7 separate regions of the Mus musculus genome follow, and regions 1, 2, 4, 5, 6 and 7 are each linked to region 3. A link is a contact called in public Hi-C and promoter capture Hi-C data. All regions are on one chromosome and are shown on one strand. Each heading gives the region's core, a stretch centred on a gene start, on an enhancer-like site or on the middle of the called end of the contact. The rest is flanking DNA. Distances are from core to core; before and after follow the strand shown. Region 1 holds the start of Pa2g4 (proliferation-associated 2G4). Region 2 holds the start of Ikzf4 (IKAROS family zinc finger 4). Region 3 holds the start of B4galnt1 (beta-1,4-N-acetyl-galactosaminyl transferase 1). Region 4 holds the start of Bloc1s1 (biogenesis of lysosomal organelles complex-1, subunit 1). Region 5 holds the start of Cdk2 (cyclin-dependent kinase 2). Region 6 holds the start of Rps26 (ribosomal protein S26). Region 7 holds the start of Rnf41 (ring finger protein 41).

Evidence for each region. Promoter capture Hi-C pulls out the DNA fragments that hold promoters and counts their contacts. A called contact is a pair of places that touch in the nucleus more often than the background predicts.
Region 1: a contact with region 3 is called in a promoter capture Hi-C map of liver, with 5 times the contacts expected there. The contact joins the promoter of Pa2g4 here to the promoter of B4galnt1 in region 3. A contact is called at or near these places in 4 of 39 promoter capture datasets (hematopoietic stem and progenitor cells, liver, neutrophils and 1 more) and 2 of 115 datasets of contacts at active chromatin or transcription factors (bone marrow-derived dendritic cells and embryonic stem cells).
Region 2: a promoter capture Hi-C map of liver shows a contact between it and region 3, with 2.4 times the contacts expected there. The contact joins the promoter of Ikzf4 here to the promoter of B4galnt1 in region 3. A contact is called at or near these places in 1 of 39 promoter capture datasets (liver), 2 of 115 datasets of contacts at active chromatin or transcription factors (pancreatic cancer cells and thymic regulatory T cells) and 1 of 9 other capture datasets (macrophages).
Region 4: a promoter capture Hi-C map of liver shows a contact between it and region 3, with 2.2 times the contacts expected there. The contact joins the promoter of Bloc1s1 here to the promoter of B4galnt1 in region 3. A contact is called at or near these places in 3 of 39 promoter capture datasets (liver and pre-B cells).
Region 5: a promoter capture Hi-C map of pre-B cells shows a contact between it and region 3, with 2.8 times the contacts expected there. The contact joins the promoter of Cdk2 here to the promoter of B4galnt1 in region 3. A contact is called at or near these places in 6 of 39 promoter capture datasets (cranial neural crest, embryonic stem cells, fetal liver and 2 more) and 1 of 484 Hi-C or Micro-C datasets (B cells).
Region 6: a contact with region 3 is called in a Hi-C map of B cells, with 8 read pairs. The contact joins the promoter of Rps26 here to the promoter of B4galnt1 in region 3. A contact is called at or near these places in 1 of 484 Hi-C or Micro-C datasets (B cells) and 1 of 115 datasets of contacts at active chromatin or transcription factors (thymic regulatory T cells).
Region 7: a promoter capture Hi-C map of liver shows a contact between it and region 3, with 2.8 times the contacts expected there. The contact joins the promoter of Rnf41 here to the promoter of B4galnt1 in region 3. A contact is called at or near these places in 8 of 39 promoter capture datasets (the C10 cell line, embryonic stem cells, hematopoietic stem and progenitor cells and 4 more), 1 of 115 datasets of contacts at active chromatin or transcription factors (thymic regulatory T cells) and 2 of 9 other capture datasets (adipose tissue and liver).

What each region holds. Positions count from the first base shown.
Region 1 is chr10:128,563,877-128,567,658 of GRCm38.p6, reverse strand. Pa2g4 (proliferation-associated 2G4) reads left to right here and starts at 1,725. Exons shown (of 12, transcript NM_011119.3): 1 at 1,725-1,919. The coding sequence starts at 1,832. It overlaps Erbb3 (erb-b2 receptor tyrosine kinase 3), which reads left to right. Exons shown (of 28, transcript NM_010153.2): 28 at 1-136.
Region 2 is chr10:128,644,338-128,648,103 of GRCm38.p6, reverse strand. Ikzf4 (IKAROS family zinc finger 4) reads left to right here and starts at 2,111. Exons shown (of 8, transcript NM_011772.3): 1 at 2,111-2,383. The coding sequence starts at 2,297. It overlaps Gm26876 (predicted gene, 26876), which reads right to left and starts at 2,220. Exons shown (of 2, transcript NR_152728.1): 1 at 2,184-2,220; 2 at 1-642.
Region 3 is chr10:127,163,609-127,167,373 of GRCm38.p6, reverse strand. B4galnt1 (beta-1,4-N-acetyl-galactosaminyl transferase 1) reads right to left here and starts at 2,218. Exons shown (of 11, transcript NM_008080.5): 1 at 1,855-2,218; 2 at 1,152-1,370; 3 at 492-656; 4 at 269-375. The coding sequence starts at 1,369. Gm51819 (a long non-coding RNA gene) reads right to left here. Exons shown (of 3, transcript XR_003949045.1): 3 at 3,691-3,709.
Region 4 is chr10:128,922,188-128,926,219 of GRCm38.p6, reverse strand. It overlaps Bloc1s1 (biogenesis of lysosomal organelles complex-1, subunit 1), which reads left to right and starts at 2,696. Exons shown (of 4, transcript NM_015740.3): 1 at 2,696-2,845; 2 at 3,494-3,566. The coding sequence starts at 2,785.
Region 5 is chr10:128,703,706-128,707,181 of GRCm38.p6, reverse strand. Cdk2 (cyclin-dependent kinase 2) reads left to right here and starts at 2,131. Exons shown (of 8, transcript NM_183417.3): 1 at 2,131-2,470; 2 at 3,179-3,256; 3 at 3,355-3,475. The coding sequence starts at 2,355. Pmel (premelanosome protein) reads right to left here and starts at 924. Exons shown (of 11, transcript NM_021882.4): 1 at 824-924. The coding sequence starts at 896.
Region 6 is chr10:128,623,897-128,627,839 of GRCm38.p6, reverse strand. It overlaps Rps26 (ribosomal protein S26), which reads left to right and starts at 1,334. Exons shown (of 4, transcript NM_013765.2): 1 at 1,334-1,364; 2 at 1,600-1,777; 3 at 2,503-2,633; 4 at 3,204-3,311. The coding sequence starts at 1,362. The coding sequence ends at 3,239.
Region 7 is chr10:128,409,982-128,413,526 of GRCm38.p6, reverse strand. It overlaps Rnf41 (ring finger protein 41), which reads right to left and starts at 1,911. Exons shown (of 7, transcript NM_001164237.1): 1 at 1,702-1,911. It also overlaps a transcript of Nabp2 not described here.

The sequences.
Region 1 (3,782 bases), core at 476-2,975, 1.4 Mb before region 3:
GGGATAGAAAGAGGATCCATCTTCAAACCTCAAGTCTTCCTGGATGGGAACTGGGGGGAATGTCTTCTTGTACCATTAAAGTTTTTTTGTTTTGTTTTTATACGTGTCTAAATAAAAATGTCAGAGTTTTTTTGTTTGTTTTTGTGGATTCCTGTCAAGTGGAAAGTACACATGACCATCCCTTTTCTTTGCTTCTTAACAATGGGTGGCTTTCTCTGCTTCTGACATTCTGTCACAAGTAATGTAACCAATCTTGATTTGTTCTAAGATTTTAATTATGGGTATGTGAGAGAGTGGGAGTTTGGGAATGGTGTTATGTGCACGTGAGTGCAATGCCCACAGAGGCCAACTACACAGTGCTAAGAGTTACAGGTGACTGTAATGTTCTGGGAACTCCCTTCCCTCTGCAAGGATACCAGGTTATACCAACCAGGTTATTTCTCCAGACCCTGTTTGCATTCTAGTCTTTTTCTTTTGTTTGTTTTTTCGAGACAGGGTTTCTCTGTGTAGCCCTGGCTGTCCTGGAACTCACTCTGTAGACCGGGCTGGCCTCGAACTCAGAAATCCGACTACTTCTGCCTCTCAAATGCTGGGATTAAAGGCGTGCACCACCAGTGCCCGGCTTTGCATTTCTAGTCCTTTCTACTAAAGGGTTTTTTACTGGGGATCCCTACAAAGGAACAAAAGTGTAAACAATTAGGAACAAAACCCTAACCCCCTGATTGTTGGGAGAAAATGAAAAAGCTCAAGCAAGCCTTGGGTTGTTTTTATTTTTTCCTACACAGGTTGGGTACTGAAAACTTGAAATGATGCAGAACTTTTTTTTTTTTGTTCGAGACAGGGTTTCTCCATATAGCCCTGGCTGTCCTGGAACTCACTCTGTAGACCAGGCTGGCCTCCAACTCAGAAATCTGCCTGCCTTTGCGTGCGCCACCTCATCCCGGCGATTCAGAACTCTTAAGAGTGACCAAATCCCTCATAAACGTTTCCCTTAGATGGCCCCCATCAAAAACCACGGCTGGAACAATAGTGCTATTTTATTCTAGTCTAGTAGGAAGTCTGGCCTTTTTCTATTAGCAGGCCATGGTACATGTATAATCACCCAGACTGTCCAGTTAGTGCTCGCTTCCAGCACCCTAGGACTTCCACCTCCGCTCAGCCCCTCCCAGAGGTTATCCCAGCACTGGAGGATTTGACCAGCCAGGCCGGTCGCGCCGGCCGACAGGGGAATCCAAGGCTACGCGCACGGGACAACCGCCCAAAACGTACACACACACCCACTGACCCTAGTCCTATGGCTCCAGGCTCCACCCTGTTCCACCCTGCCCAGCGGCCTCTCAACCCTTTTCTCCCTGTAGCTCCACCCCTCCCCGCTTGGCCCGCCCCTCGCTGTTACGAGCTCAGGGTCGGCGTGAATGAGAGGTTTTTCCCGGAGAGACCACGCTTTCCCTCAAGCTCCCCAACGGCTCCGCCTTCCCGCCGGGGCCAGACTCTTCCCAGCGTGCCCGGCGATTCCGGCGTGCGCAGACTTGGGAAGGCAAGTCCTCCCAGGGCCTGGCGGACGGGCGCGAGGAGCAGGCTGGGAATTGTAGTTCTAGAGCCCGCGAGGGCGGCTGGGAACTGGCCGACAGCAGGACTCATTGTCCCAGTGTGCCCTGCGCCTCAGCCCGCGCGCTCGCAGCTTCTCGCTCTCTCTGCCCGCCCTCCCGCTCCCTTGCTTGCTCGCGCTTTCCTCGCGGATCGAAGAGACTCTAGCTACAGCCTGTGGCTGGGAAGGGAGACGGAGGCCGCAGCTCAGGGAAAGTGAAGCTGCAGTAGTAGCAGTAGGAAGATGTCGGGCGAAGACGAGCAGCAGGAGCAAACTATCGCCGAGGACCTGGTCGTGACCAAGTATAAGATGGGGGGCGACATCGCCAACCGTGAGTGCGGCCTCGGGGGTCTTGGAGTCGAGGCTGAGAGGGAGAGGTTTGGGGCTCTCTCCGGAGGGCTGTGGCGTCTGGGTCTTGCCGAGTGAGCCACCGAGGGGCGCGTGCCGACTGCCGGGGGCGACGTGGTGGGGAGATCTGGTGTCGCCCTGGGGACTGAGCAGCCATGCCTGGGCTGGAGAGTGGAGGTGCGGGCCGGCGACCGCGAGGAGTACAGAGAGGGGCCCAGGCATGCTCCGACCCTGGGCGGTTGGTAAGGAGGCAAGGCGCGTCGTCTTCTGCCCATACCCTTCGGTCTGTCCGGATCTATGCTCCCGACTGGCAGCAGTGAGGCCACCTCGAAAAGGAAGCGGCCAGCTGTTGGCGACGGAAGCGCCCCTCTGCCAGTCGCGGCTCTTGACCCGCGGGAGCTGAGCCGGCACGTGTTGCCAGGTCCCTGTGTGCGGATCGATGGCTCCCCACTTCCTCTCCTACCGTGCTTCCCCACCACGTGCTTTGCTAAAGTCTTTACTTCAGGTCTTCTTAGTGGGGACCCCCTTCGCCCCTTGACCTAGCTCGAGGGGCCGTTGGAAGACACTTCTGGAGCTTCTAAAACAACCTGGCTTTCCTGTATGACCACTGCTCCGGTTTTTGAAGGCGGCCTTTAATATTTGTTCCTAGAGCCTCTACAGTGTTTTGAGGTTCTGCTTAGACAGCTGGGCAAGCCTGTCTATAATACTGAAAAGAAGTGGAGAGAGACACGGATTTTAGGATTATAAGCATTTCTTAAATGATCTTTACTCTCCTAACAGTTGTCTGCCACTTGGACAGATAACTTTACTGTTTTCTCTTTCCAGTTCTTTCCCTCCCTTACCCCCTTATTTTTGGGGCTTTCTGTGTAGCTTTGGCTGTCCTGGTACTCCCTTAGACCAGGCTGGCCTGAGAGATCCGCCCACCTCAGCGTTCCAGAGTGCTGGGATTAAAGGTGTGTGTAACCATGCCCGGCTCTTTAACATTTTAAAAATTAAAATTCACTTGATAAAAACTGTCTTAGACTTGGCAGTGGTGGCTCACGCCTTTAATCCCAGCACTTGGGGAGCAGAGGCAGGCGGATTTCTGAGTTTCAGAGAAACCCTGTCTTGAGGAAAAAAAAAAAACTGCCTTAGGCCTTTAGAATGGACTTGACAAAATACTTGGAAGAAGGTATTTAGGGTGTCTTTGGTTACATCTTAGTTCCTCTGGAATCCAGAGAATAAAACACATAAGAAATCATCAAACCTAGAATTCCCATGATCATAAAGACATACACAAAATGATAACCTTATTTGGGGTGATGTTTTAGTATTTGCTGTTGGTTTGAATCAGACAGAATCTCCAACCCCACAGGCAACTTCAGATAATAGTTTTGAAACTGGTTACATGTGATCTTGATATACTGGAAGTAAAGTTTTAGCCCTCTGAATCTTTAAGACCTTAGGTTAATTCCCCTGGGCTTATATACTTAGACATGGGGAAATACAGCCACATAAATTATGATTACTACTTTGTGTCTGGGGAGGGACGGAGGTAACATTTAACAATGCTTCAACTTTGACTCAGCAGTTCTCTACCTCCCCATTGTCCCCGACGCCTATAAATGTCTTTTGGTCTGTTTGTGTGTGTGGAGTGGGTTGCCACAGCATCTTTGGGATGTGTGAGGCCTAAGGCCTAAGTGTCAAATCATGGAGAGGAGAGAAGCTGGTGCTGACCTTATTTTTGGAAGGGAAGGTAGGAAGTAGAGCAGGGTGTGGTGGGCTCACCTTCAGTGCCAGCACATGTGTGGGGAGACAGAGGCAGGCAGGTCTACGCTGAATTCTAGGACAGTCAGGGGTATTTCTC
Region 2 (3,766 bases), core at 862-3,361, 1.5 Mb before region 3:
GCAAGCCAGAGTGCCATTGTGAAAATGGACTATGAGTTATTTTGTTTACTCTAAAGTGGAGCCAACAAAGGAATTATTGACATGTACAGATGGAGAGGGTAAAATCAGTCAGACACACGTGAGAATCACCCTCATCCTCTGGTAACTCACAGAAAGATACCGACACTGAAGGAACTGGCTCAGGTACAGGTGTGTCGTGTCTGCCACAGAGTGACACAGTTCATACTGGACAGAATGACATAGTTCAGGTGGGCTGTTTTAACTGAAAGAGGCCCTTCTGAGGAACCAGCCAACTCTCCCACCTCCAGTTCAGTCAGGTTTATTCACTGTTGAGCAACAAGAACACCAAGGACCCAGTTGTTAGTGCTGGGTGGTTACTGTCAGATGGATAGAATCCAATCCCTGCCCTAAGGAAGGCAAGCGAGAAGCCATGAAGGCGGCTAGGGAGATGTGCCGTGGGCTCTTCTCAGTCGTGTCTCGGGAGTATGTTGGACGCGAGCAGGCAATATCTGAGGCTTCACTGTGCTATGAAACCAAGCTTAAGCAGGCCTGGCCTGATGCGAAGTGGACCCAGCACAGTCTCCGAATAAGAAACTCAAACCACTCCTGTGTATTTTGAGAACTCCAGATGTCAGCAGCTACCTTCAAAAAGACAAAGTCAGGGCAGCACTGACATTAGGTCTAAAGAATGCCCCCTTCAGGGCCAGACATGGCCAAGAGGGTATATAATAGGGCATGTAAGAACCCATTTTTGACCTCCATCCCTCTCCTGGGCTGATCCGAAAGCAGAGAGTTGTCCCCAGTGTCTGGTTTTTTACTGGCCCTTTCTCAGGTCACCGCCTCCCCCACTGGCCACCTGATAAAGAGAGGAGGCCTCTCGTTCTACTAAGGGATGTTACCATCTCATAGAACCTGATTCTGAAAGCACACGCCCCCCAACTTCCTTTCTAAAAGTACAGATAATTCCCATGGGAAGAAATGGGGGAAACGAGAGTCCACTAATTTACAGCACAGATTTCCACCCTACCCACCACAGACACTGAAAACAGAAACTGAGTTGCTCAAATCAAATGGAGCAGAGCTTATCCTGGTGCCCTGAAACATTTAAGAGAACCTGAGGAGAGAGAGGTGCAAGGATTGGCAGCCCAAAGTTTCATGGCCCCTCCCATCCCAAATTCTTGGAATCAGAAAATGCAGTCTTCCAAAGTAGGTCAGCTCAGCAGTGAACAGTTCCTCTGGAAGGAAAGCGAGCAAGAGCCTTCTCCTGATAGAGGACAGGATTCATCCAGGACTCCTGAAGCCAGAGCCCCAGAGGCACGGGAGAGAGGGAAGACAGGGAGACCCAACCAGGGATTAGAAAAAGCTCAGGGTCCCAGATCTCCACTAGTCAGTGATGGGAAGGGGGATTGTCAGAAGGAGAGGCAGATGGAAAGGAGCCTGAGTTTGCTAGGGGAGGAGCCTTCTGCCACTTCTAGATCCTGGAGGCTGCCCCTGTGTCCCGGGCCCCATGACCTGTGGGGCCTTGGCTTCCCTAGCTGGCAGAGGATTGGGCCTTCCCTGGGACACCCCCTTCCTCCTCCCCACAAGCCTGCGGCTCTCCTCTCTCTCTCTCTCTCTCTCTCTCTCTCTCTCTCTCTCTCTCACACACACACACACACACACACACACACCACACACACATACACTTGCCCCCCTCTCAAGCATTTGTTTTGTAGCTCCTCTTTGTCTGTTGGGCAGGAGGGCAAACACATCTGCCTACCCTCCCTCTGCACCCCCACTCCCTGTGCACCCCCATTCCCACCTCTCCACTGTCTTGGAAAAGGGATGCTGTAGCCTAGCGCGCGCGCGCGCACACACACACACACACACACACACACACACACTGGTACGTTTTCTCCTGCCCCCTCCCCAAGCGCATCCACGCCTCCCTCCCTCCCTCTCTCTCTCTCTCTCTCTCTCTCTCTCTCTCTCTCTCTCTCTCTCTCTCCTGTCTCTCTCTCCCTCTCTCTCCCTCTCTCTCCCTCTCTCTCCCTCTCTCTCCCTCTCTCTCTCTCTCTCTCTCTCTCTCACACACACACACACACACACACACACACACACACACACACATACACACGAGGCTCTCAGCACATACACCCTGGGCTGAGCGGTTCTGCCGGCTGCAGCCGTGGGCCCCTGCTCACCGTGCGGCTGCCACTGCCTGCGAAATGACGGCGGTTCCCCTCACTTCCAGGAATCCACGCTTCCTGGAAGGTGAGTGGCTGGGCTCACCCCTGCCTGCCACCGAGACGCAGACATGCACACACCACCCGCACTCCCTCGCCGTTTCCAAGGCGGCGGCCGCGTTCGCACCCCAGGGTCTCACCGGCAAGGGAAGGATAATGTAAGTTCAGGCAGAAGGCGGCTAGCGGAGGGGGGGTAGGGGGGTGATGGGGCTAGGGAACCAATTCAGTAACAACTCCCAAGCCTGAGGAGAGGGAGAGGACGGGGGCTGTGTGTATAGCGGGGGGGGGGAGGGGGCGTTCCTCCTTACACTTGGGGAGGATGGGAAAGGGTGCTTGGTGTTGCTAAGCGAAGACCGTGACTTGGACAGTGGGAGCTTGTGGTGACATCTTGATTAGGCCTTGGGGACAGAGGTAGAGCAGCCAGGGGTGGAATACCGAAACAGGCCTGGGTGGGAATGGAGAGTAGAAAGACCTGAGATGGGAAGAAGAGCTTTGACGGCAGATGCTTCAGCCTGGAACCGACATGTGAGGGGCCTCAGCCTCCTGCCCACAATAGAGAAGAGCCGGGGGTGGCAGTCTTTCTTTGCTCGTGCACTGACTGGTCCCTGATAGCAGGCTAGCATCCTGCCACCTGGAGCCCATGGTCAAGAAGAGAAAGCTGGAGAAAGATATCCCTTTCAGAGAAGTGCAGCGGCTTGCAGAGCTCCAGGCTATTCCCCAGAGGCAACCACTCAAGGGATCCAGGAGAGGGCCGGTCTCTTTCGGTGTGTGAGACCGCTCAGCTTAGTGGGACTGCTCCCCATCCCTTCCCCGCCTTTCTGCCCTTTCTCCACCTCCTAGTTGCTTTGCTGTGGACCTCACGATTTAGCTTTGCTCCCAGAAGGTTCAGCCAATCTACGATGGCTTTGACCAAGAAAATGTCTCTGATACCTGAGAGCAGCCTTAATTCTTGGCTTTGACAGTCTGAGATTTCTTGGAAGTCCCAGGCATTTGAAATTCCCTCACTGGGGTTTCCGAGGCTGAGAGGGGAAACGAATGAGTTTCCCAAATCTGACTTTGTCCCCGTCAGCCTCAGGCTAGAAGTCTAAGTCTCTGGAGCCTCACAAAGACCCTCTGGCCTTTGACAGAGATTCCTTCTTAGATTTTAGTGCCATGAAAGTAGACTTGAGTGTGTTTTCCCTCTTGCCTTTATCCTAGGGATGACAGCAGCATCAAAGAGCCTCTGGAGTTACTGGTGCGCCTTGAGGCACCTGCCTTTCTCTCCTGTTTCCAGCCCTTCATTGGGAGAGCCACAAAGAATGCTTTTCCCTCAGTGTCCCTGAGCTTCCCTTTAAGAATATTGTCTCCCAGAAAGCTAGCTCCTAGTCGTAGAGACAGCCTCAGCTCCAGGAGACTGGGCCAGATATGGATTTCCAAGAAATTCACTCATTTTAGAATCAGCAGGTCCCTTCTTACTAATACTGGGTGCTTTGTAGTAGGTCAGCACTAACCTTTGAAAAGAACAAGAAACTGGGTGTGGTACATGCACGCAATCCCAGTAC
Region 3 (3,765 bases), core at 969-3,468:
CTGTGCACAACCCACAGAACTCAAGTGACTGCTTCTTAACTCCTTCCCATCAAAAAAAAAAAAAAGGCATTTCTTCCGTGGCTTGTCCTGACTAGCTAGCTATCAAAGAAGGGATATTTACTCATAAGCCTCCCAGGTATTCCTGCAATACCTGACGACCTTAGAGTCCCTCTGCCTCCATATCTCTTTGTCAGAGATCTCCACCTGCTAGCCTGTAGCTCCGCCACCCTCACGACCTGACTTAACCCCTGAGACCTTCCTTCTTTACCTGGCACCAGGATGCTCCTGAGGGGCTGAACCTCCACACCCTGCAGGGGGTACTGTAAGGGGGAGTTGGCGGGAGCTATCAGCAGCTGGTCAGCCAGGGACCGGCTCCTGTAGTGTAGAGGTGATAAAGGAGTCAGTAGGAGAGGAGCTCTTTCTTCCAACGGGGTCACTACGACACCACTGGCCTCCCTGGGAAGAGCTGGATCCTCCTCTCTCACTGGTACCTTGCAAGGAAGGCCTGGTATTCCTGCTCCCTGGCGACAGAAACAGCCCTCAGCTCCTCAGCGTCAAAGGCTTTAGTGAGGTCAACCGCCCGAACCTGTCTCAGAAAGGGCAAGGGAAGGCTTCCTCCCTTGGATTCACAACTGCAGTTGTTCTGAGCCAGCAGCCTAAAGGGAGGAGAAGCGGCTTCAGAGTCCAGGTAGGTACCTAAGCTCCATTTATCTCACAAAACGCACAGCGCTGCACACTTTGATCCCTCAACTCTGCCCACAGGTGAGAGACAGCTTATCCCTTAAATCTGTGCGTTACAGAGGTGCGAACTAGGGCCAATTACTAGGATGTCTACGTAGCCGCCATCCAGGAACCCTTCTGGAATCTCAAGTCTAAATCAAGACAGCAGGCAGTCTCCGGGTGCTCTTTTGCCTGTACATCCTCCCACACTCCAGTGGCGGCGACAAGGTTGAGGAGGATAGATTTGCCGCGCCCCTGTCTCCCCCCCAGTTCAAGCTTCGGTAGCCCTCTCCACCTCCCTGATAACTGCACCCAACCAGTCAGCAGTAAGCAGCGTCCGAGTCTAGCACTGGAGGAAACAAAAGCTCCCCGGCCACCCCCTCCAGCATGTTCTGCGCTGTCGCCGCCGCCACGCCGCGGTCCGCACTCACCCCACCACTTGCTCCTTGATCCTGACCGGGATGTGTGCGTAGCGAGGCTCAGGGGCAAGGTCTAGCAGATCGAGTCTCGGGGGACCTTGTGGGGGCGACCACAATGCCAGAGGGTTCGGGAGACTTGGCGCGTTTCGGGTGCTGGAGTACAGGAGACCCAGCGAGGCGCAGGCGAGCAGCAAGACTAGCGCATAGAGGGCCCGGCGGTCTAGCCGCATCCTGATATGGGGGAGGGTGAGAGGTGACCAGGCTCTCAGAGAACGTGAGGGCCGGGACTCTGGACCCCGCCGCCTCCGAGGCTCGCGCAGGTACCCAAGGCCAGCCATCTCCGCTCCGCACGGCGCGCACCCCTTCCCTCATGCTCACGCCAAAGGTCTCCCGGCCTCCTTTCTTCCGCCTCTCTCTCGCCTCTGGGCTTCCGCATACACCCAAGGCTTGCCGTGGTGACATGCAGTATCTTGGGTGCGCAGCCCTCGGGGACCCCACCCCCACCCCACGGGCAGCAGCCGGGCCAGGGTGCTGCGGAGGGGCGGCTGTACTGCACCTGGCGGGTCAGGGAAGGCACGGTGTCGCGCCCGCGCTCGCGGGTGCCCGGCCTCGGTGACCCTCGGGTGGCCTCGTTGAGCCACGGGCACGATGCGCGAGGCCAGGAGGACGCCGCTCCTGCCCACACCTCGGCCGCCGGGCGTGCCAGCGCACTGACCTGTCTAACGTTCTAAGGCCGCGGCAGGATCGCGGTCCGGGCAGTGCCCGGTTCTCCGCCCCGGCCGGGGGGTCCTCATGAGGCCGGCGACGGCCTGATGCGGGAGCTGGGCGGGAGGGAGCCCGACAGTGTCGGGGATCCGACTCCTCCCGCCTGCGGACTCCGGGGCTTTGTAGACCGCAGCGCGGGGGTGGTTCTGAACGTTTCCTGCCGGGGTGAACTGGATCGTAAATCCGCCGCGCCCCAGCCCCAGCGACAAAGCGGGGAAGCCCTGGCACCGCGTCGCGCTCCCAGGCAGCCGAGGGCTCAGGCCTCCGCCCGGCTCTCACACCGCAGCGCAGCGCCGCTCCCGGGCTGGCTGCGGCACAGGCTCGGGCTCTGAGCGGGGATGGCGAGCTCCGCGGCGCCGTCTGGCGGACGCGGAGAAGATTGCTTAGGCGATGAGCCCTCCCGGGAAGGTCCCCCCTTTTCACATCCCTTCGTCCCCAAACCGCGGTGTCTAAGATGCCAGTTCCCGGTCCCCGCCATTTCCCCACTCGTTCACAGTGTAGCCCCAGGAAGGGCGATTGGGTTCAGTATGCGGTCTAACCTCATTTCAAGGAACACTTGGATGGGGAAGATGAAATAAATAAAACCAGCCAGCCCTGGAGGTGAACACTGCCTCACGAGCAACAAAGACAGCGGCCTCTCTCTGACCTCTTGGCTCCGAATTCCAGCCATCAACCGAGGCAAGCCGTTACTCAATGGCCGGCCTACTTCCCCTAACTGCTTCTTGGTACAGACTTGAAGAGGAACCGCAGAAAGTGGCCAGATGGACAGTGAAGTAGGCCATAGGTGGCTTGATTCCCGACACTGACCAGAAACAAAGTCCTGTGGTTCTCAGAAGGATCAAAATTGAATAGAAAAATAGGTAAAACATAATGAAAAATGTGTCTGGGGGTTGGGGCTGTAGATAAGCAATATTGAATGAACTGTGTGTGTGTGTTGGGGAGAAGAGGGAAAACCCACCCTTAAACCAGAAGTTTCAGATCAAATGCTAAAAGTAGAATTACAAAACCTTTAAAATAAATCAAGGGCTTTTTTTCCTTTACAGTCGGAAGAGATCCCCTAAGCAAGAGGCGAAGGGAAATATTAGTAAACCTGTCTATATAAAACACTTACTGGAGAGATGGCTCAGCAGTTAAGAGCACTGGCTGGTCTTCCAAAGGACCTGGGTTCAATTCCCAGCACCCACATGGCAGCTTACAACAATAATTCCAGTTCCCGGGCGTCTGGATACCCCTTCACAGACCCACATGTAGATAGAATATTATTGTAAATAGGAATAAATTTATTTACAAAACACTTGATAGACATCGGGTGTAGAATGCAAAGTTAGGTTTTTATTACTGTGCCCAAGAACTCCGTGAATCAAAATGATCTTTGTAACCGGTCAACTCCCTGCCCGAGGACAGATACGCCACGATTCTCTGGAAGCTGTTACCCGTATCAGATAGCAAGCCACATGCGTTCACTTTTCTAGGGGATCACAGGGAGTTGAGAGGTAGGTAGGAGGAAGTATGTCAGGATGTATGCTTGCTTCCATCTGACCAAGGCATAGCCTGTGAGTTAGCCCTTTATAATCACCTGGCCATTGTAGCTGGTGGCCATTTTCTAGGAACCCTGGAGTGGACTGGCCAGAGTCCATCATCCTGGCTAGTATTAAAGCTTGCTTCAAATTTTGTTCAAAAATTGTGGCAGTCATCTTATTCTTGACTGGTAGAATCAAAACCGACGTGGCGCATGCCTTTCTTAACACCGTGGAGTCAGGAGCTGAGGAGTTAGCAGGTTTGGTCTGGTCTAAGTAAGTGAGACCCTGTCAGAAAGCCAACAGTTGGGTTGGGGGATATGGCTTAGTGGTTAAGAGCTTTT
Region 4 (4,032 bases), core at 1,447-3,946, 1.8 Mb before region 3:
ATGTTATCTTGACAGTTAATGAAATTCTGCTTAATGCTGTCATTTAACTATTTAATATGCTTCTTCTTACTCACCCTTTGATGGTTACATATCTCCCAGGGTATAAGGTGCTATTCTTCAAATAGCTGAATGAGGTTCAACAAGATCTGAATTTCATCCTCAGGACCCATATGTTAAAAAGAGAGGGGCTGGAGAGATGGCTCAGTGGTTAAGAGCACCGACTGGTCTTCTGAAGGTCCTGAGTTCAAATCCCAGCAACCACATGGTGGCTCACAACCATCCGTAATGAAATCTGATGTCCTCTTCTGGTGTGTCTGAAGACAGCTACAGTGTACTTAGATATAATAAATAAATCTTTAAGAAAAAAAAAAGAGAGAGAGAGAGAACTGACTCCCTAACGTTATCTTCTGACCTAAACATGGCATCTATTAACACACACACACACACACACACACACACACACACACACACACACACACAAGTAAAATAGCTGAATACACCAGTGGATCAATAACTCTCACTCTTACTAAGAAACTTCAAGAAGAATATTCTTTTTGTTTTGTTTTGTTAATTTTTTATTAGATATTTGTTCATTTACATTTCAAATGCTATCCTGAAAGTTCCCTATACCACCCCCCGCCCTGCTCCCCTACCCACCCACTCCCACTTCTTGGCCCTGGTATTCCCCTGTAATGGAGCATATAAAGTTTGCTATACCAAGGGGCCTCTCTTCCCATTGATGGCCGACTAGGCCATCTTCTGCTACATATGCAGCTAGAGACACTAGCTCTGGGGGTACTGGTTAGTTCATATTGTTGTTCTACCTTAGGGTTGCAGACCCCTTCAGCTCCTTGGGTACTTTCTCTAGCTCCTCCGTTGGGGGCCCTGTGTTCCATCCAATAGGTGACTGTGAGCATCCACTTCTGTATTTGCCAGGCACTGCATAGCCTCACAAGAGACAGCTATATCAGGGTCCTGTCAGCAAAATCTTGCTGGCATATGCTATAGTGTCTGGGTTTGGTGGCTGATTATGGGATGGATCCCTGGGTGGGGCAGTCTCTGGATGGTCCATCCTTTCATCTCAGCACCAAACTTTGTCTCTGTAATTCCTTCCATGGTTATTTTGTTCGCTATTCTAAAGAAGAATATTCTAATTTGTTCTGCATCCATTTGCCCTGCTACTGGATCCAAGCTATCAACTTCATCTGCGCCATAACTCAGAAAATGGGTAGCTGGGTAGATGACAAAGCTGTAAACAGTCTCAGACATGAATTAGCCCCACGTCCCTCAGCTTTGGAAGCACTCTGGAATCACCTGATACAGAGATGATAGATAGCTAGATAGCTAGCTAGCTACATACATACATACATACATACATACATACATACATAGATCAATCCTTCAGAAAGTCTATTTAATAAATAAATTTGGGATCAAGTTTCTTTTTAATTGGGAGTAGGAGACAGGGTCTTGCTATGTAGCCCAAGCTAATCTAGAACTCCCCATTCTTCCACCTCAGCCCCCTGACAGGTTTGCATCAGTATACCATACATGACAGTATTATTTACAAACTCTTCAATGCGGTTCTACTCTTTAGCCAGAGCTAAACATTAGTCTAATCACCTTAGTTTATTAACAATCAAACTAAAGCTCAGAATGGGTAAGAAAATTGACCAAAGTTTGGCCAGCATGTCTCCACATTCGTTTTTTTGTGGTCTGTGTGTTTCTGCTTTGAGACAAGGTCTCTCTACATATTGCTAGCTGCCCCAAAGTTTGTTCTGTAGACCAGGATGGCCTCAAATACACAGACATCCTCCTGCTTCTGCCTCAGGCCTGCTAGAATCAAAGTTGTGGGACACATGGTATGTCTGCACACTTGTAATGCACCCCTTAGCTCCGGTTACTTGTAGCGCTGGTGGATTCCTGGCCACCATGAAAAGCACAAGGAGCCTAGGGGACAGAGAGAGAGAGAGAGAGAGAGAGAGAGAGAGAGAAACAACAGCAATAAATTGATGGTGTTTATAATTTTTCTAGTTGGAATTAGTCCTGGAAGCATTCCTCCTTAGTCGGAGAAGCACTGTATAATTTACCTTTCACTTTGGCAGTAGCACTTACGCTTCTGCCACGACTAAAATGGGTTCGCATTCCCTGACCACAAAAGGACAGAGATAGATCTGCGCATTCACCACTCACTGCCCGCAACATTAGCAAAGCTCCCTAGAAGGCTGCTTGAGGTGCCTAAAATGCTGCTCTACAGTGATCACCCAGAGCTGAGAGAACCTCGGTGGAGAGGTGAGAAGACAAGAGGGCTGGGAAATAAGAGAAAGCATTCTCTTCTAGGGAGAGGAAGCTGGGAATCCACTGAGAATCGGCCGGCATTGCCAGGAGGTAAGGTGAGGGAAGGAGAAGAATTTCAATGAGTTCAGAGAGCTTCTGCTACCCTAGTAACAGAAGTGTAGTGGACAGCATCAGGACACCAATCCTCTCAAAACCCGACAGCCAGAGCATGTGAAAACTGACTCTTCAGCATGACTAAATGCGAAAAGTGTTCCTGACTCCAGAAACTGAGCCTCATTAGCGAACAGCTCACCCACCAAGCAACCAACCCTCCACTTCGCTCCTTTAGCTCCTCAATACCAACCACCAGATGCCAAAAGCAGAGGGAGGCTCTTGCGTCACGTGATACTGCGATCACGTGACGCCTTCCGGGTGAGCCAAGGCATAGTCCAGTTCCTGCAGCCTTAGGGAGGGGTCCGCCGTGCCCACACCCAGCCAGACTCGACCATGCTGTCCCGCCTGCTCAAAGAACACCAAGCCAAGCAGAACGAACGCAAGGAGCTGCAGGGTGAGCTCAGCGTCCGGTCGGTCGGCAGCTCCCGGCCGCGGCCTAGCTTCTTCCAGAGGCCTGGACCTCGGGTAACCTCCCAGATCAAGGAGAGGGCGCCGGCTAGCGGGCGACCCGAGTGCCGGGCAGGGAATTGGGGGCGGCACTTCTGGAAACTCCGTCCCCTTGCCAACCAGCCCTGGTCCCCTTGGCACCACTCGGGTCCCTGCGCCACCTCCCTCAATCCCGCCCAGGCGGCGCCTGAGTCCCGCCCCTGGAGCGCGAAACGCGTTGCCAATTGGCCCAGCCAGCTTCTCACCCCGGAAGTGGGAGGAATTGGGGACTGCCCAGTCTGCCACACAGCTAAGGCACAACTTTCCCCAGGCCTAGACTGGGAATCCTGGAGTTGCCAATCCATTGCCCAAAGTAGTGGAAAAAGGATGTCTAGGAAGAGTCCTGGGCGTACCTGATGGAGTGTCCATTCCCTTCTCAGGGCCCCAGTTTCTTTGCCTCCAAAATAAAGGGGTTTGTTTTGTTTATGTATGGAAGGTTCTTTTTAAGAGGTCTGGCATTAGTTGGCAGTTTCTAGAACAGTAATAAGTGCGTGAGGACCCATTAGCACCATCTTTCAAATACGAAGTCTGCTCCAACCCCTTTCCCCTTCCCCAGAGAAGAGGAGGAGAGAAGCTATCGCTGCAGCGACCTGCCTGACCGAAGCGTTGGTGGATCACCTCAACGTGGGGTATGAACCTCTTCCCTCAACTCCGGTTTCCTCCATCCACCCTGGTTACACAGCATCTGGGCCAGCTTTCAGAAGGACCCGGTGCTCCAGTAACTCCTCTGATCTGTCCCCTCCCCCTAATGTAACTTTGTGGAGACTTGAGTCAGCTTTCACTCTCTAACGCTGATGGGGGCGACAGCTGCAGTGGTTGGGAAAACAGAATTCCCCTCCCCACACTAACTTCCCTGGCACAACTTGATGCCATCTGGCCAACTCGACTAACCCTTATATGTCCAGCTGTCACTTGGGTGGGAGGGAAGGACAACCTCTTCCACCACGTACCCTCTTTCCTTCCTCACCTCCTACTCTCTGGAAAGCCTGCGAAACAAATGGCAGGAACAGGATGGCACAGCTGGTAGAAGTAAGGAAGAGCCTAAGCCAAGAGCTGTGACAAAACCAGGCTGTCTCTTCCTTTCCTTCTGGGTCT
Region 5 (3,476 bases), core at 882-3,381, 1.5 Mb before region 3:
ACCCAATTCTAACGTCCACAGGAAGCCCAGGGTTCTGCTGGGAGGGGGGAGGGGGGGGGCTGTTCTATGTTCATCTCAGGGAGCGCTTGACCACTGAAGCAAGAACAGTCATAAGACGCACCATTCTTTTTGACTGCCCACTCTCCCTCCTCAGCAGCACGGGACATTCCAGACCCTCTCGCCATCCTTAACTCCCTCCTCTTGCTCCTGTCACGAGGTCTCAATCCCCCAGAGTCCTTTCATGTGATGCTCAGCTGAGACCCTTCTGAGACAAGCCTGGGATACATTCATCCATCCGCACCCCTGATGCAGAGGTGGTCTGTCAGTTTGGCCTTCCTGAATACCCTACTCTTTTTCTCTCTACTTTACATCTCCTATCACTGCATTTAAGATATTACCCAAAGGATCTCCATGTCACCATGGACATGTCACCATGTCACCTCCTTGGAGCCCCTATTTCGCTGAGTGCTCCAAGCAGCCTCAGAATTAGTGCCATGCCTTCTGCCCCCTGCATCAGATAGGGATACCTCTATGCTTGATCCTAAGGTTCACATCTAAAGCTGGGCACAACGGTTTAAGTATGTACTTAGGAGGTAGATGAGGAGTTTGAGTTCATCCGTGGGTACACAGTGAATCTGAGGCTAGCCTGGGCTACACTGGACCTTGTCTTGAACAAATAAAAAAACCAAACAAAACCATATCTTCACTAAAATCAAATAGGACAAGCCTAAAGTATTTTGACTTGTCTGATTAGAAGGGGGAAACCCAGAGCTGGTGTTCAATTGCTAATAGCACTTGCTCCTGACCACCCACCCACACTCACCTTCTAGGGCCCCCACAGCCAGCAGAGCACTCAGCACAAGCACGGGAAGGAAGCTCCTTCTCTGGACACCCATAGTGGTCCTCTTGCCAGCAGCCAAAGGTACCAGGGGGTGGGAGCGAGCCCCTATATAGAAAGGGATGGTCATTTGCATAGGCCTTCCTCCTCTCCCTCCAGAGGAGGGGAAACCTGGGAAGAAGGAAAGGGCCAGAACTGATTTCATCCCACACAGCTCAATGACAGTTTCTGGTTTCGCTGGGTCACATTCACTGACACACTTATTCTGGAAAGAGTTCACTGATGGGCAGCCTCAATTCACATACTTAACAGTCACAATTCAGCAAGACAGAGTGAAGAGAATTGTGTCAAACCAAGAGATCCTTAAGACAGAAACAGCACCTTTATCCAAAAGCATCCAGAAGGGGCTGGGAGGGTAGATTGCCAGCAATAAAACAACACAGGCAGCCAATGAACCCCGAAACAGTGAGACAGTATTAAGCTAGGCTGAGAAACGACTCTATTATCTAGCCAAAGAATCCTTTACAATAAGAGTCCCGATTTTCCAGCCTGGACTAGAGTTCCAGGACAGCCAAGATTACACAGAGAAACCTTGTCTCAGAAAAATAAAAAGAAAGCGGAGGGAGGCGAGAAGGAGGGAGTGTGTGTGGGAGAGAGAGAGAGAGAGAGACCGGATTTTGTGCCCCACATGGAGACCGAGACAAACGGATCTCTGTGAGTTCGAAGACAACCTGGACTTTTGAACGCATTCCAGCCAACAAGGGCTGCATTATGAGATGTTTCCAAAAAGCAGGCGAGAGTGCTGGAGAAACAGCACCGCTGTTAAGAGCGCAAGCCGCTCTTGCAGAAGACCAGAGTTCAGCTCCAGCACCCAAGTTAGGCTCACGACCGCCTAGAACCTCAGCTCCAGGGCACCTGCTGCTTCTGTGAAAACTTAAATGCAGACACACAGACCCACACACCATTTAAAATAAAATACATTATTCTTTTTCTTTTAAAGATTCCCAGGTTTTGCTTTTTAAAAGAGACTCTCTTGTCCAGGTGGAATTTTAATCTCACCCAAGGGGTGGTGAAAATTGTGAGGGAAAGGTAAGGAAATCCGTAGACCAGAAACACCACCAGTTCCGGCCTGCGGAGCCTAAACCAGGAACTGCGGGAAAGTTGTGCAGCTGCCCCGCGGCTCGCCCGCCCAGGGCGGGGCCTCTGAGGCGGGAGCGCGATGGTCCGGTCCGCCCTCGTGACGTGAACCAATCGGAAGGGCGGGGGGCGGGGCCAGGGAAACGCGGGAAGGAGGGGCGGGGTCTCGGATGGCCGTCTGGAGCAGTGGGGGAGGCGGCAACATTGTTTCAAGTTGGACAAATTGTCAAGGGCTGAGCTCTCCTTGCGTTCCATCCCGAGCTGGGACTGCCGTGCTCACCCGGGGTCCCCCAGGTCCTCCGCTCCGAGTGTCGGGCCCGCTTTCGTCAGGGTTCCCGGGCCCCGCTCCCGGGGGCCTGAGCCGCCTCACTAGCGCTCCATGGAGAACTTCCAAAAGGTGGAGAAGATTGGAGAGGGCACGTACGGAGTGGTGTACAAAGCCAAAAACAAGTTGACGGGAGAAGTTGTGGCGCTTAAGAAGATCCGGCTCGACACGTGAGTGGCCTCCGGAGCCGGAACTCCTTTGCCCGGACCTCTTGGCTGTCCCCCTCCCAACCCCCTACCCCAACAGGCGGGTAGCGTCCCCGGACCGGAAGGTAGCGGGGAGGGAGGGAGGGACGCGTGAAGCGAGCGGTGGGTTGGCCGACCGTGGAGGCTCTACCGGAGGAGACTGTCCGGGGCTGGAATCCAGGGGAAAGTTTCTTGCAGTGCTCCAGCCGGTGTGCTCCCAAATCTGCTAGCCGAGAGACTTGGGAAGAGAAAGTTGTGGGGTGGGAGCCCGGGATAGGAGGGGTCCAGGGCTGTTCGTGGAGTTGGGTTATGTGGTAACCAGAGAAAAGTTCCTTTCTGAATGGAGAGCTCTCCTCACTGCTCCAGCACCATACTTAGAACCCTCACTCTCTTTCAAAAGAATGGCAGTTGAGATTCACTGGCCCTCAGGGGAGGCCGGGAGCTACTCTCACCCCACTCCCCTATTACCTTTCTTCTGCTTTTCATTCACCTGGAGGCTCTTCTTACCTTTCACTGGAAAAAGAGGAAATAATGGCCTTAAATATGTCTAAAAGCCACACCCTAACTACCCAGAAATTAACTCCTCACAGCACCTCTCCTGTCTGCCTTCCTAAGGGGGCTGGGGGTTGTGTATCCCTGAGAGAATGATGTTTGTAACCGTATTCTTGTCTCTGTTTTCCCAACCTCTCCAAGTGAGACTGAAGGTGTACCCAGTACTGCCATCCGAGAGATCTCTCTCCTTAAGGAACTTAATCACCCTAATATCGTCAAGTAAGTCTGCTCTGAGAGATGATCACTATGACGAATTCTGCTTGCTTAGCCTCAGAATTTCTCTCCTTCAACTCCATTTCCTGGACCTTCTCTTGCAGGCTGCTGGATGTCATCCACACAGAAAATAAGCTTTATCTGGTTTTTGAATTTCTGCACCAGGACCTCAAGAAATTCATGGATGCCTCTGCTCTCACGGGCATTCCTCTTCCCCTCATCAAGG
Region 6 (3,943 bases), core at 85-2,584, 1.5 Mb before region 3:
GACATTTAGGTTGTTCCATCTCCTGCCTATTGTGTTTGGAGCAGCAATGAGCGTGTCTAAGCAGGTATCTGCAGAGTAACATGTTGAGTCCCTCTGGCATATGCCAAGGAGAGATATGGCTGGGTCATGTGATAGATTTATCTCTTGAAAGTTCTCCACACTGATTTCCATAGTGACTATACCAGATTGCTATCCCACCAACAGTGAGTGAGTCCTCCCCATCCTCTCAGTCATTTCTTGTCAGTTGTTCCATTGATCTTTGCCATTCTGACCAGAATAAGGAAAAATCGCAAAGGTATTTTTATTTTTTATTTATTTATTTTATTATTTTTTTTTTTAAATTTTTTTTTTTTTTTTTTTTTTGGTTTTTCGAGACAGGGTTTCTCTGTATAGCCCTGACTGTCCTGGAACTCACTTTGTAGACCAGCTGGCCTTGAACTCAGACATCCGCCTGCCTCTGCCTCCCAAGTGCTGGGATTAAAGGTGTGCGCCACCACGCCTGGCTGAGAAATATCTTAAAAGAAGAAAGTTCATCTCTAGCAATTAGGGAAATGAAAATCAAAAAAAAAAGAAAAAGAAATTCAAGGTCACACTTGGCTAACCAAATAAGTTCCAGGTCAGCCTGGACTACTTGACTATGTTTCAAAATAAATAACTATCTGATAGACTTGATCAGTTAAATTGTGTTGGTACATACAATGTACTAACTACAGTGCTTCATCTGTGTTAATAGGATCTGGAAATAAAATGGTGGTCCAAGCCCAGCGTGGTGGCCTAATCCCAACACTCGAAGCCTCTATTTGGAAAGACGCATTTACAAATGGTTTATTTCTCCCAGGTCTTCTATTTCTAATTCCTACACTTAGAACACATATTTCAAAGAAATAAATCATGGCGTCTTAAGGTGGTTTAGCGCCGCCTTTAGTCCGTCTACTACGGGCAAGAGAGAACCTCTCCAAGTCGTACTACAACTCCCACAATGCATCTCTTTTGTCCTCCCACACTAGGGAGTGTGCGTCCGAATTCTGGATAACTTCCGCTCTGGAACTATCGTAAACCGGATGTTATAGAGCCTTGTAATCACTTCCTGGTTTGGGAATGTAACATTTTAATCTTCCGCCGGAAGGTTAAATAGTTCCACTGATATTTTTCGTCATAGACCATTTCTAGGGACTTATCACAACCCTACATTTCACAGGAAACTCTAAGTAATTAGGTAAATTCGAGCATAATAGCTGCTAGGGAGTAAATAGAATTACAGGTCGCTGAGGGTTTTTTTTTTCAGCGTGAGCGTAGGAATCTCGTACTATATAAGCGGGTCGGGCAAGCCGCCGGATCCTCTTTCGAGTCTTGGCTCCAAGATGGTGAGTGTCGCCGCGTGGTGAGCGCGCGGGCCTGGGTACTGGGGTAGAAGTAGATCTATGGACGGTAGGGACCTGAAAGTCAGAGTCTTGGAGGAGAAAGTGACAAAGGGTCCGTCCAGCCCGGACTTGGCGTGCTCGGGACTTGTACGGGTCTCTGTCGGGGCTGCGGGCGGCGGCCGGCCAGGAAGGGCTGAATTCTCGCCCCCTTTCCAATAGCGTCTCTTTCCATTCTCAGACCAAAAAAAGAAGAAACAACGGTCGCGCCAAAAAGGGCCGCGGCCATGTGCAGCCCATTCGCTGCACGAACTGCGCCCGGTGCGTGCCCAAGGATAAGGCCATCAAGAAGTTTGTCATTCGGAACATTGTAGAAGCCGCTGCTGTCAGGGACATATCTGAAGCAAGCGTCTTCGACGGTAAGTGAGCCACAGCCGTGATTTGTACAGGGACGAAGAGTGAGGAGGGTGTGTATGGCTCGTTGTCTTCAGCTTGGGGAGAAGGTGCCTTTTGTGGCACAGTAAGCAGGCCTAATGATGGGGTTTTAACTTGGTTTTTCTCTTGGGGTGGAGATTGAGGCTCATGCATGGTAGCCAAACCCCTGCATCCCATCCCTGTGAGAGACTGCCTATTTAGGAGAATCTGAAAAAGCATAATTCTTTAGTTATTGAAAAAAATTGAACAGCTTTTAAAACGGGCAAAGACTGGTTTGGGCAGTTTGTGACTTGGTTTTTGGCGTCTCAGAACTCACTGTGTAGACCTACTCAAGAGATCTTCCCTAGTGCTGGGATTAAAGGCGTGCACCACAGCACCTGGCTGGCTTTTGTCTGTTTGTTCATTGTTTTGTTTTTTTCTTGACCTAACAGTAGTAACCATGAGGCCTGCCAGCAGAGTGAGACTCCCTAACTTGAGCTATTCTCATATTGTGTGGCCCACTTTGGCTTTGAGGATGCCTTGGCCTTTTGAGTGGCAACCTCTAGCCCAAGAGTTGAACTCTTGGTGTATGTTGGGTGTGGTGTTGGTTTCTCTGGTTTTCATTGGGTGTCATTTATCAGTAAAACTTGGAGGTTAGGGTAATCCTGACCAATAGAATAAGAGAATCACAGGAAAGGGCGTCTGTCTAATCTGCTTCTCGATTTCTCAGCCTACGTGCTTCCCAAGCTCTATGTCAAGCTGCATTATTGCGTGAGCTGTGCCATCCATAGCAAGGTTGTTAGGAATCGATCCCGCGAGGCCCGGAAGGACCGAACACCCCCACCACGATTCAGACCTGCTGTAAGTAAATTATTTTAACTTGGGACATACATAGTCTTACCCAGAGAAGTATCCATTAAGGTCTTATTTAGTCTGTGTGGCAGCTACGACCTACATTTAAATTTTAAAAATGCTTGTCTGTTTTGCATAACCTGAAACACTTTTAGTGATGCTAGGTGGGTGGTGGTTGGTTTCTTTGGTTTGAGGTGCTGGGTCCTCAACTTAATGCTGGTAAGTGCTCTACTGTGAACTACATGGGTGGGTGGGTTTGGTTTTTTTTGTTTTGTTTTGTTTTAAGAAGTCTCGCTGGAAGCCAGGCGTGGTGGCGCACGCCTTTAATCCCAGCACTCGGGAGGCAGAGACAGGCAAATTTCTGAGTTCGAGGCCAGTCTGGTCTACAAAGTGAGTTCCAGGACAGCCAGGGCTATACAGAGAAACCCTGTCTCGGAAAGAAAAAAAAAAAGAGGTTTCACTGGCCTTCGCTCACCTAGGACTCTTGATTCTTCTGCCTCTAGAATGCTGGGGTTAAGTAGGCAACCGCAGCAGATCCGAGTACCTCATTTCTAATTTAGCTCATCTCTTGTTTTTCAGGGCGCTGCACCTCGACCTCCACCAAAGCCCATGTAAAGAGGCCGTTTTGTAAGGACGGAAGGAAAATTACCCTGGAAAAATAAAATGGAAGTTGTACTTTACATGGCATCGGAGTGTGTTTATGTCGAGACTCTTGTGTGCGTTTCAGGGGGTCCATAGTGCAGAACTTGGTGCTTTGGGCTCTGTACACCTTATTTTCTAAGGCATTCTCTGCAGGCTGGCCAGCAGTGAGCTCCATGGATCCCGTTTATGCTGCCTGGACTCCCAGCAAGCCATGGGATTACAAGTGTGTTCACTGGGCTCAGCTTATGGACAGGGTTCTGTGGATCACCTGGATCCTTGTAAGACTTAACAAGCCAGGGTTTCTGTTTTTATGGTGCAGGGCACTCACTGGTCCCCGGCCCTACAGACTTTAATGTGACCATAGGATGTTAAAGTTTTAAGCCAGTTTAATTTGTTTTGAGGCATGGTCTCATGCCTTCATGTCTTGCTGGCTTTGAACCTAGATGCCTCAGTACCTGTGAGTCAACCATCTCTGGCTAAGTTGACCACTTAACCTTTATCTGAAAGGAGGCCAAGCTTTGACTGTAGAGCACAGACTGGCCTTCACCCTCTCCCCTCAGCCTCCTAAACACTGGCATTTGCAGGTAGTGAAACACCCACCCACACCCCCACATACACTCCTGGTAGGTACCTGGTAACTTAAGAGCCTGGTAAAAGGTCATTATCATAAAGAGAGG
Region 7 (3,545 bases), core at 662-3,161, 1.2 Mb before region 3:
ATTAAACTCCCCGGCTCGTTATCCTGTGTGTATCAATAGTGAAAGGGCTAAGTTAGGAGAGTACCTGATGATCTTTCATGCAGAACACAAAGGCTACTGGGTCTCCTGAATTGGGTACATGTGCTCCTAGTTCAGTGTGTCTTCTCAGTGAATGAGAGAGATGTAAAGCCCAGAATTTTTCTTCACTGTGGTCCAGAGAGGAGAGAGTTGATGTTCCTCCCCACCCCACATAACACGGGAGGAGGAATGCTTCCTTCCTTTGAACAACACTTCATTTCCCAACCATCTGGCACATGCACCTGTACCTCAGGAAAAAAAAAAAAAAAAAAAAAAAGCTTCCAGGAACAGGTACTATATTGGCTGTGCTTGGTCTCCTAGGGACAAGAAATTCCAAACACAGAAACCAAAAAGCCTCCTGTAATGGGAAAATTAACCCTTAGGAAAACAGACCAGGAGTTGTAAGACAAGCATTGAATCAGGAGAGAGGGGGAAGGAGGGTGGGCTTGGATTCCAGTCCTAGCTCTGCCATCCACTGACAGGACAGCTTCAAACAAGCCGTGTAGCCAACTGTCAAACAGATATGACACTTGCATTTTCTAACCTATTGTCCTGCAAATCAAATGAGATAAACTCTGAGTGCACGTGTAAGACTGCTGTATTACTTGTTGCAACAGAATGGCAAAATAAACTCACAGTGAGAACCAGAGGAAATGCTTGAAAATGCTTGTTCCTTCTTTTCAATCACTGGGAAGTAGGCCCTGCCACAAGGTTTACTGAAGACACTGCATAACAAATGCACCCCTCACCCTCCCTTGGCACTATCCAATCCCACTCTTTCTTGGGGGAACACTAGTAGCCACCCATCCTGCTACAGTAGTTAAAACTACTGTATAAGAAGTAGCTGCCAAGATTCTCATAGGTCAATCTCCCAAGAACAGTGGCCTTGGTAACCATCACATTTGCTACCAGTTGAAATGAAGTTTCATGAAATGAAGTTAGTGTACCAATCCAAAACACCCTCATCCTGCTTTTTCAGGTCTTTCTCCTGCCCCTACTCCCACCCCCCCTCACTCTCTACCCCACAAATGCCCTGCCTCCTGGACTGGGGTGGGCTTTCCAGTGTATTAAACGAGTGGATGGATCGTGCGTATCAGAGAGCGGGGCTGCAAATCATTCAGGGTCAAAGATGTAAGGAATGTAAGAGTCCTCCACGGAGAGGCGGGAGGGGAGAGAAGCGGCGAAGGAATAAAAGAGAAAGACAAGGCTGCCAAAGACAAGGCATGGGAAAGAAGCCAAGCTATGGCGCTTGGAGGGCGGAGGTTTGGGTTCCGCGGTCCCTGCCAAGGCTAGCCCCCAGAACGTTCCCTTCGCCTCCAGGCCTGTCAATCATTGCCATTTAAACTCCATGTTGTCCCTCAGCCCCAGCAATCAGCTCCTCCCGGGTCCTCAGGCTGGCCCAAGGCCACTCCCGCACTTCCCGAGGCTCTCCCTACTCCAGAGGATCTTCCAAAGCTCCAGAGCCCCCAGCTAGCTCACCTCCCGACTCCTCCCAGCTGAGCTCCCTTCCTCCATTTTCCTCCTCCTCTCCACCCTTCCTCCCTACCCCCAGCACTTCGGACCCAGGCACCAATCCACAGGGACCTCGCCCCCTCTCCCCCCCAACCCCCCAGGGTTAGAAGCTCGCCCAGGCGCATTACGCACCACCCGGAACGCAGCCTGGTTTCTCCGGACGCGGGGCCTGGCTGCAGCTGAGGACACGGCGGCCGCGTAGCACACTGTGTGCCCGGTCTCAGCCTTTCCCCGTAGGGGAAGGGGAAGGTAAGGATGGGGAAGAAGGTTCCGACCACTCCTCGCTGTCTCGGGTTAGCCCTTAGCCACGCCCACTGCTGCTACGCAACGGGGCGGAAGCTCGTCACCAAGCCCCGCCTCTCTATTTAACTCGGCGGCGCCTGGATGCTCCTTGCGAGCGGCCTATGAGAGGCGGGGGCTAGCTGGGCCTCCGCTCTGGGCCGGAAGTTCTTAGGACGGACAGTGTAGCCTTTTGGGAGGGAGGGCTCTATGTGCTTCAGGTGTGAAGCTCCGGGGCGACCCTGGGTGTCCCGCCTTGCAGAGTTACTTGGTGCTGGGTGGTGCACGGCTCGGGTGCCAGACCTGGTGCAGCGCTGGGACGAGGTCGCCGCGGGGCAGCTGGTCTGCAGCGTGGCCTGCTGTCCTCCCAGCCCTTCAGTTTCCAGAGCTGTGGTCAGCATCCCGGAGCCTCCCGACCTGTGACTCACAGTCATGGGGATGGATGCTGCTGTTAACTTAGGAGGCCGCAGGATGGAGAGGGAGGGAGTGTCTCACCGCAAAGCTTTGATCTAGGGTGCTGCAGGGGTCGTCCACCTCCCAGCCACACACTCTTGTAGTATTCCTGATGGCTCTTCAAAAACTCAGACCGCCCGAAACATTAATGGATTTGATTTCCTAAGGCTGCAACACTGTGGTTAGGGGAAATGGGTGGGAGAGAACCCGAGGAGAGTCGTGGTGGAGTTTAAAGCGCTCTGTGTTAGGTAAGCGGGGAAGCAAGACAAGGAATGCAATTACATTACCTCTTAGGCTAATCTGGTGTCAAATAGTATTTGTTGTAGATACTCTCTTTTTTAAAGGGCAATTCACATTAGTACATATGTAACTAGCTTATTCGTGAGAATACAGAGCTAGCTGCTTCCTTTGAAGACAATATGACGAGTACCAGAGGAAACTTAAGCTTCTAGGTGTCTCTGAGATACAATAAAATAAGGAAACAGGAATCGGATGTGCCTTTGTGAACCAAGTCAAACTTGCTTCCCTCCCCTCCCTCTCCCCTAGTCAGGGTTTCTCTTTGTTGCCCTGGCTGTCCTGGAATTCACTATGTAGGATAGGCTGGCCTTAAACTCAAGAGATCCGCCTACCTCTTGCCTCCCCAGTGTCCACCTGGCTTGAGGCTTGCTTTTTATGTTCCGGGTTCAACGTCTTTCAAAGGAGAGTGAATCTGCGTATTATCTTTCTATGGCGAAAATGCTGCTTGTCCCAGAGCCCTGAGCCGAACCGTTCGGTACATTAAAGATGATGTGTAAGCTCCTGCCATGTCCAAGGTACTGGCTTTTAACTAACTTTCCATTTTCATGTGTAAAATGGGCAGTGGTGGCGCACGCCTTTATCCCAGTACTTGGGAGGCAGAGGCAGGTGGATTTTTAAGTTGGAGGCCAGGCTGGTCTACAGAGTGAGTTCCAGGACAGCCAGGGCTACACAGAGAAACCCTGTCTCAAACTCCTTCCCTCCGCCCCCCGCAAAAAAAAAAAAAAGAATTGCCGAGAAAACAAGCAAAGAAACAGACTGGAACTAAAACGTTTTCCTGCTGCATTCCATCGCCCTTGGACCTTTTTTCCACTGTGACACTAGTTGAAGAGAAAATGAAATGTTTAAGAGCCCAAAGTGCATTCTTTGGGAGGAAGGGAGGATTGGTATCTGGGGCGCCCCCTGGTGGTCCATCCATCTTTCCCTCTACGGAACTAATACACTGCAAG